Regions from separate parts of the Zea mays genome. Here regions 1 and 3 are each linked to region 2. Evidence: chromatin contacts called from public Hi-C data. All regions are on one chromosome and are shown on one strand. Each heading gives the region's core, a stretch centred on a gene start, on an enhancer-like site or on the middle of the called end of the contact. The rest is flanking DNA. Distances are from core to core; before and after follow the strand shown.

Region 1 (2,700 bases), core at 153-2,652, 350 kb before region 2:
ACTAGGTAGGGTGTTTGGTGCATGCCGCAGGATGCCGAGCCGTAGCTGATTCGTGCCAAACATTTGGAAGACTTGGGCATAAAAATACACTGAGCTTCGACGTCTCAGTTGCGGCAAGATTATACATTTTGGCATCTCTGGATTGAAATTCTTGTGTGTCGCAAGGAACACAGAACTCCGTTGCGTTTGTGCTATTATCAGGAATTACAGGCAGAGTGGAGAAAATGAGGAAAAAGAATTATATATAGCAGGAGCACCGCACCACCAAGGGGACTCAGGCTCAGCCAGCGAGGGCGTCGGCACCGGCGACGATCTCGAGGATCTCCCCGGTGATCTTGGCCTGGCGCTGTCGGTTGTAGGCGATGGAGAGGTTCTTGCGGAGCTCGATGGCGTTGTCGGTGGCGCTGCTCATGGCGCTCATCCGGGCGGCGAGCTCGCTGGCGAGCGACTCCTGCAGGGCACGGAGGATCTGGCTGTTGAGGTAGAGCGGGAGCAGCGCGTCCAGGATCTGCACGGGGTCCTGCTCGAACTGCACCACGGGGGAGAAGGGCTGCGTCTCGATCTTCACCTTCTCGCGCTCCACGGTGAGCTTCCCCTCCTTGGTGGTGAGGCGGAAGAGCTCGTCCTCGGTGGCGTCCACGCAGACGCCGTTGACGTCGCAGATCTCGCCCTTGGGCGACATGGGGAGCAGCGTCTGGATGATGGGGTCGGAGCGCACCAGCGACACGAACTTGGAGTAGAGCAGCTCCACCTTGTCCACCTCCTCGGAGACGAAGAGCGAGTAGACGAGGTCGCAGATGGCCTGCGAGTCCTTGACGGTGGGCACGCTGCTCACCTCTAGATCGCGCTCCAACGGGATGTAGGGGCGGCGCTGGAAGTAGGCGTTGCCCTTCTTCCCCACGCTGACGACGGTGTACTGGAGGCCCAGCTGCTTGAGCTCATCGATGCGGGTTTCCGCCTTCTTGAGCACGTTGTTGTTGAAGCTCCCGCAGAGGCCGCGCTCGCCGGTCAGGACCACGAGGGCCACCTTCTTGACGGGGCGGGTGCGGGTGAGGGGCAGGTCGATGTCCTCCGTCTGGATCTCCTGGTTCATGTTGTAGAGCACCTCCACCAGCGCCTCCGAGAAAGGGCGAGAGGAGACGACGGCCTCCTGCGCGCGCCGGACCTTGGCGGCGGCCACCAGCTTCATGGCCTCCGTGATCTTCTGCGTGTTCCTGACGGAGTCGATGCGGGTGCGGAGCTCACGGAGGGAACACCGCACCAGGAGACCCGAGCGCGGGGGGGAGCGCCGTCGGGTGGTGGAGGCGCTGCTGGCGAGCGCCGAGGAGGACCAGGCGGTGGAGAGGTGGGAGCACGACATGGCTGCTGGTCCGCGGCGCGCGGGGTCGGGGGGAAGCGGAAGAGACAAGGGGCGGGACGGGATGGGAGCGAGGGAAATGGGTTTGGATGGATTGGGTTTGGGTGGAGAGGTGTGCACGGTGGGGTATTCAAGCCGAGCTGAGTGGTGGAGGGGCAGTGATGGCGAGATGGGGAGGATCATGTGGATCTGCCGAGCTGGCTGCACCGCTTTGCAATATGACGCTCTCCGCAGTCCATTTTTGCTTGTCAGGAATGGAAAACAAAATAATGCTCTGGGGAAACTGGGATCCTGCCCAGGATATCCCACGGTAAAATAGCAGATACTCCCTACGATCACAATTTGGAGGAGCTTTGGCCCATCTCTACAGGAATCAAATCGTTTCCAGTGAAATCCTGAATAGTTTCTGTGTTCCAAACGCAACAAGTTTCAAGCCTGTCCCGAAGAAACCAATTTGAGCTCAACTCCCAGTTAAAAACGGCACTTTGAAGATTTAATCTGCTGAGTTGAACTTCACTGTTGATTTTTCTTGGACTTAAATTGTTAGTACTCTAAATCCTCACGTATAAAAAAACGGCTCAACAAAACTGATGCAAAGTTCATCTCAAAGAAATACATAGGAGATGAAATTGGTATTTCAAGGTACTCGAACAAACACACAGATTGAGATACATACAAGTACAACAATATCAGGTTTAAGGGAATGGAACAAGTACAACAAGATCAAGTTTAAGGGAATGGAACCAATTCTGGAAAGTAAGTTGAACCTCAGGGTACCAACGACAGCATGACACCCGCGTAAGCCTAATCCCTTGCAGTTGCAGATTGAGGATCTTTCCTTGGTGGCTTGTAGACACTGAAGTCACCAAAATCCCGCCGTCCACTGAACCACACAAGAGGTCATACAGATAACAGTAAATATCTGGTGATGAAAGGAAATCTGGACAAAAAGACATTACGACAAATAGAAAGATCTTTTAAGGTCACTGGTACATGGCTATAACTTCGATATTCGCTACAGCTTGGCCAATTCTAAGCACCAGGAAGTTCAGGCAATTATGCAACTAATCAGCATGCATAGCGCACAAGAGAAGATATATATGAAAGGCAAACAACCTGTGGTTAATATTCCAGCCAGAAGGTAAATAACGGGGGTGAACAGCTTCAACAAAGATCTGCCTCCACCTTTGGCAAAACTGGTTAACAAATTCCTCTCCACCATTAGAAAACAAAAGTTCCACAACTTGTTTACCATGATGCCCATGACCCAACAGGGATATCTTCTCAGCATTCTTGGAAATGACCTGACTAGAATTGTCACATATGGATTGTTCCTTGTCGTC
Region 2 (2,700 bases), core at 5-2,504:
AGACTATACTATAGACTATAGTACGTAGAGAGACCAGCAAAGATAATAAAAAGATCTAAAACTACTGTGGCGCTGCAGGCGAAATTTTAGCCTGTTTGTTTCGCTACCTCGCTTGCCATAATTTTTCAAGCCTAAGGCTAGCCAGGTTTGATAGAGTTAGGCGTGCTTTTGGTTTGTAGCCGCGGTTGTAACATGATTTTTCTACTGATGCGTAGGTTCCGGTCATCAATGACTCATAAAAAGTGTGACAAAATTCTCTTAGTCACACCATGGTCTGACGCGGAATTTGAACACCTATGGGTTGTTTGATTTGCTGCCTAAAATACCACAACGTGTCTAACTTTTCTATCTAAGGTTAATTTTTTATTAAGCAACTAGCTCAGACATATTATAGCACCTTAGGTAGGAAAACAAACATGTCCATAACCTTAGACAAGTATGGTAGAAAACGTGTGTCAATGCTTGGCACGATAGGTATGCAAACAAACATACCGATGATGAACTGTTGCCCGTAAGGTCAGATTAACTCTGGAGTGAAGAAATATGGCTAAGGACTTGAACTGATTGAACTAGCGTTCCTTCTCTGTTGTCTCGTGTTCATGATGATGATGAAGCTAGTGAGATTGAAGACATCAAGGCATGTAGATATTTTTTCTCTGTTGTACAACACTAGCTAGCATGATTAGCAAGCTGCGCTACTCTTTTAGTAAGCTACACAAGCATATAGATATTTTTTCTCGAGCGCATGCAAGTCGTACAAGCTAGCTGCCAATGCCACGTGGGGCATCGCACAGTTAAGAAAACCAAGTGGTCGTGGCATACTGGCGTGCATAACAGCAGCTCAGAAACGTACAAAGTAAAGAAGTACAAACCGTCCAATAAATATTTGTTCACAGGGGAAAAAAAACTACTGCAAATACAAAGCGCTGTCGTCGCCAACGGCAGGCACGTTTACAAGGTCCCACTTTGCTTTTAAACACGATCCCCCTTTCCCCCCGTTTCACACTTTGCGGCACCGCCAGAGCCCGATCGAGCCCATCCCACACCCAACGACGAGCCAGCGCGGCGACGTGGTCGGCCCGCCCACGGGCCCGTCATCCGCGACCCCGATCACGGCCATCCACGTGTCCCGGACGCGCATCTGCTCCCGGCTCCCCCTGTCCCGTCCTCCTCCTCCTCGTTCCTTCGGCCCCTCCCCTCCCGTCTCTGCCCGCCGCGCCTATAACTACTCCACCACGGCCGCCCTCGTAAACGATCTGCGGTTTCTTCCACGCACCAATCATTTCGGCCACACTGCACACGGACGAAACTCGCTCGTCCTTCGCCTCCAGCAGCAGCCGATCCGTATCCAGTTCCCGTGCCGTGCCCACCAGGGGGAACCCGATCGATGGGAAACTGCTGTCTCGAGAGGCCTCGTCGCGGTGGCAGCGGCAGTGCGGGCTCCGTGCATTACGCCAGGACGAACCCCGTGTGGGTGGAGGACAGGAGGGAGGAGGCGTGCAAGGGCGAGGGCGAGGGCGCCGGCCACGCGCCGGCGGCGGCCACGGAGGTGAAGATCAGGATCACTAGGAAGCAGCTGGAGGAGCTGCTGCGGCGCGTAGAGGACGGCAAGCACGGCGGTGGCTGCGGAGTGCCCGTCCAGGACGTCATCTCGGAGCTCCTGTGCGTGGCCAGCACTAGCTCCAACTTCCGGCACAGGGAGGAGGGGCAGTGGCGGCCGTCGCTGCAGACCATACCCGAGTGAGACGGACCATGGTCTGATTGACGATCAGATCATGTTACTTGATATTACTTGCTGTTTTAGTTATTTAGCACCTCCGTCAATCCATGCATGCGTGGCTTAGCCATTTGTTGCCATATTCATACTAGTAGCATAGCATTAGATACCAGATAGGGTGTACATTTGTTAGGTCTTGGATCAGGAGACCAATCTATCTTAATAAAGTATATTGATAGACATATAAGCTATGAAGAGTTATTTATCTTTTTTTTTGTTGAGTAGATACATCTCTGCTTACCTGTTTTTGCTTTGGACATTGGATTGTGGAACTATGGAGTACAGATTACCATCGGAGCTTGTACTTTGTTAGTAATTTTAGCTCATTTCAGCTTGGTTGAACTGCTTTTGAAGTGGAGGGTTTCTGAATCGTGTCGCTAAATCTGTACTGTGCTGTTTCGTTTAGTAGTGCTCTACTGCTCTTAATCCACTTATGATCATCAGATCATGGATGAAGATGAAGCAGGAATATTGACATGCAGTACAATAGAATCCCTGTTGTCTGTTCTGATGCCTTGTGCCTCCTCTGTTCATACCATTATGTAGACATTGGACATACCATTATGTAGACATTGGAGGCGCTCGAGGTCAGAGTGATTGAGATGGTGAACATCCATTCCTCAGCTGCTCTCATTCTTTTTTTTTTTGGTGTTTTTATGGTGGTGCCCTCGGTTTTGCTGTTGTCCTCATTTTTACCCTTAGTTGTGTTTTTTGCTCAGTTTTACCCTTCTGTTCTATAGCACTGAAAAAGGCAAAACTGAGCAAAAAAAAAAAAACACAACTAAGGGTAAAAATGAGCACACCAGAAAAACCTTTTTTTACTCCATCGTGAATTCTGACCATTTCTGGCGCTTGATTTCTGAACATGTCGTCCGTTTGTTTTTTCTCTATTTTTTTTATTTTTTGGCTTCTCCAACGCCGAG
Region 3 (2,700 bases), core at 168-2,667, 330 kb before region 2:
AAAACAGAATAATTCTATATTAAAATATAATAAGCTTATAAAGAATTGAATGTTGAGGGTGCACGTGCCTCTACCAGTAAATTACCTGCATTAGTGCAGTATATCCTAGGAAAGATCGAATGCTATGTTGCTCTGTATCAACAGCAAAAGCTCTTTCCTCACCCAATAATCTCGCCAAATGTTCCAGTTGAGTTTCTGTATGAACCCAATTATATGTAGCACTCATTTCTGGGCACTGGTCACACAGCATAAAGCTATGAAAACCAGGGGGGTTCTTTAGCAAAGATGTGATTTCCTCCTCAAATGGATGACCTTTTTGTGACAATTCTGTATCAATTAAAATGGAATGTCACAACAATTAAAAGAATGGACCATTTGGGATATGGTCCTATGAACAATCAATAGTATATATGCTAGATATGCAAAATGTGTCTTACAGCAAAATTTATGCAACCAACCATCCAGCTTGACTTCCTCGAGTAAAATGATAGCAACTACTTAACCATTCCCTTTAAGATCTCTGCATCCCTTTACTAAAACGGACCTAGTGACTCAATGAGACTTCTCTCGAGTCTCCACACTGCACCAGGCCTACATCCTCTTTACTAATTCATAATAACAGCTTGACTCCCTCGAGTAAAATAGTCAGCAGTTACAGTACAAATATTAAAGCTACTTGAGAATTACAGTTCCAGAACCAGAACATGACAAGTGATTGCTGTTCCAAATGGTACCAGCAATAATCTATTGTTTGGTTAAGAACATGGCCTGGATCTCTTCTGAAAGCTTGTAACACTATGCTATTATTACACTACGTGCATCACTAGAGTAATATGAACTAACAGAAGCACTCAGTAGAACAACGTTTTACATGAATGCACAAAGCAGCGACTGGACTTAAATTCTCCAAGCAAGGGTACCAGAATATGAATCTGATTTCCTAGTCAAACTCGGCGCACCTTTGCCCTCAGGTGTTCGATAAAATTCCTCAGACAGAAAATGTACCAGGGATCCCGTGAAATTCCTAAAAACAAGTAAAAACCATACGGGTAGGATGGCAATGCTGAGATCCTCACAAGCAGGAGCAGGATTCCAGGAGTACGCGCACCTTGAGGCGGTGGCAGGGGTGCCTCGCCTTCTGCACTTCCCAACTGAGCACTCTTGCGGCGCGGGTGTTTGAACGGGGAGTAGGAGTTGTCCGCGAGGACGCGCTTGAACCGGTCCTGCGGCTTCTCCTCCTCCTCGCAAGCGCGGCGTGGGCGTCCCCCGACCCCGAGGCGACGAGACGAGGAGGGCGCCCGGTTCCAGCGGCGCTTGCGGTGGAGCAGCGCCACCGCTGCGAAGACCGCAAGGCACGCGGCGGCCGCGACGGCCACGCGCGATCTGAGGGTGGCGGCGCCGGGCATGTCGCGATCGCGACGCAGGCAGAGGCAGTGCGACGGTGACGGGAGGGAGAAGAAAAGGTGTGCCTCGATTTGGACCGTTTGACTTCGGACAGCACGAGGATCGGTCCAGATGAATAGGTGATGATGTCTGGTTTTCGTTTTCATATAATATTTTTATTACTAGTAACTGGCGCGCGTGCGTCGAGAATATTTTTATTACTATTAAAGATGTTATGCTGTATATAATCAAAGTATTTGTATTTGTTGTAAATAATATATTTTTAGAAAACATAGAACCGTTGAGTAGATTCCGGAACGTATAGGCTTATCTAAAATAGAGTTAAGTGAGTTATGGCAAAAGTTAATATGTTTCTTGCAATATCTAGAGTTAGATTTATATATTTACACAAACAGTTTCTAAAGAGATGAACAATCAGACATATACTCCCTCCATTCCAAAATAAAATTTATTTTACTCTTTTAGTTGATTCATACAATAATTAATGTATTTGTATTATATATATCTCTACAACTATTAAGACTCATCTGTAGACTGCCCCCGCTCCTTGCCCAACGACACCCCCGCTCCCGCACGCCCCGCCGACCTCTGCTGCCGCAACGCCGCAGCCGCCGCGAAATCCGCACCCACCCGCGCGCCGCAGCCCTTTGTCCGCGCCGGAGCCTAGCACCGAACCGCCGCGCCCCCCCCCCCCCCCCGGTCGGTCCCGGTGATGCGGCACAGCACGGCGTCCGCGACGAGGCGGAGCATCTCGTCGAGCACGTCACGGTAATGGTTGGGGAAGGCAGCCGCCAGTTGCGGGCGGAAGGCAGCCACGAAGCGCGCGAGGAACTCGTCGCGGGTCAGATCAGATGCCGGCTCCGACTCGTCGTTCGGGGTCAGGCACGACTCCGATTCGAGGATGCGGGAGACGAAGGGCGTCGAGTCATGAGATGGCGGTGGCGGAGGGGCGTCCGCATGGATGTGCCGGAGGAGTAATGTTGTCGGCGCCCTTACAGGGCTGAGAGAAGCTGGAAGCCGTCGGGCGAGACGGGAGAGGGAGAGGAGGGCTCTCATGGCGGCCGTCACCGTGGAGTAGCTGCGGCCTGCTGAGGAGGTGGCTCTGGTAAGAGAAGCGATCTGGACTTGAATCTGTCTGTCGCCTCCGCCTCCTCCATCGCACGCCGACTCCGCCACTCCAGTCCAGACGCGCACATCCACCTCCACTGCCTGCCTCCGTTTGGTTTGACTTCTTCGACATCTGGGCGCTCTGCATCGTCGTCTTCTCGTAGATGGAGAGTGAGTGCCTTCCTTGCA

What was found. Hi-C and Micro-C count contacts between places; a contact is called where the count stands out from the background.
Region 1: a Hi-C map of ear shows a contact between it and region 2, with 4 times the contacts expected there. The contact joins the promoter of LOC100284505 here to the promoter of LOC100274659 in region 2. A contact is called at or near these places in 8 of 25 Hi-C or Micro-C datasets (bundle sheath, ear, leaf and 2 more) and 1 of 3 datasets of contacts at active chromatin or transcription factors (seedling).
Region 3: a contact with region 2 is called in a Hi-C map of an unstated tissue, with 4 times the contacts expected there. The contact joins the promoter of LOC103633224 here to the promoter of LOC100274659 in region 2. A contact is called at or near these places in 5 of 25 Hi-C or Micro-C datasets (ear, leaf and an unstated tissue).

What each region holds. Positions count from the first base shown.
Region 1 is chr7:161,836,441-161,839,140 of Zm-B73-REFERENCE-NAM-5.0, forward strand. It overlaps LOC100284505 (ATP synthase chloroplast subunit2), which reads right to left and starts at 1,403. Exons shown (of 1, transcript NM_001157400.2): 1 at 81-1,403. The coding sequence starts at 1,360. The coding sequence ends at 281. LOC103633224 (Polynucleotidyl transferase ribonuclease H fold protein with HRDC domain) reads right to left here. Exons shown (of 12, transcript NM_001351852.1): 11 at 2,474-2,700; 12 at 1,946-2,240. The coding sequence ends at 2,162. It also overlaps LOC109461486.
Region 2 is chr7:162,183,854-162,186,553 of Zm-B73-REFERENCE-NAM-5.0, forward strand. It overlaps LOC100274659, which reads left to right and starts at 1,255. Exons shown (of 1, transcript NM_001148984.1): 1 at 1,255-1,959. The coding sequence starts at 1,388. The coding sequence ends at 1,744.
Region 3 is chr7:161,858,176-161,860,875 of Zm-B73-REFERENCE-NAM-5.0, forward strand. It overlaps LOC103633224 (Polynucleotidyl transferase ribonuclease H fold protein with HRDC domain), which reads right to left and starts at 1,418. Exons shown (of 12, transcript NM_001351852.1): 1 at 1,109-1,418; 2 at 86-327. The coding sequence starts at 1,406.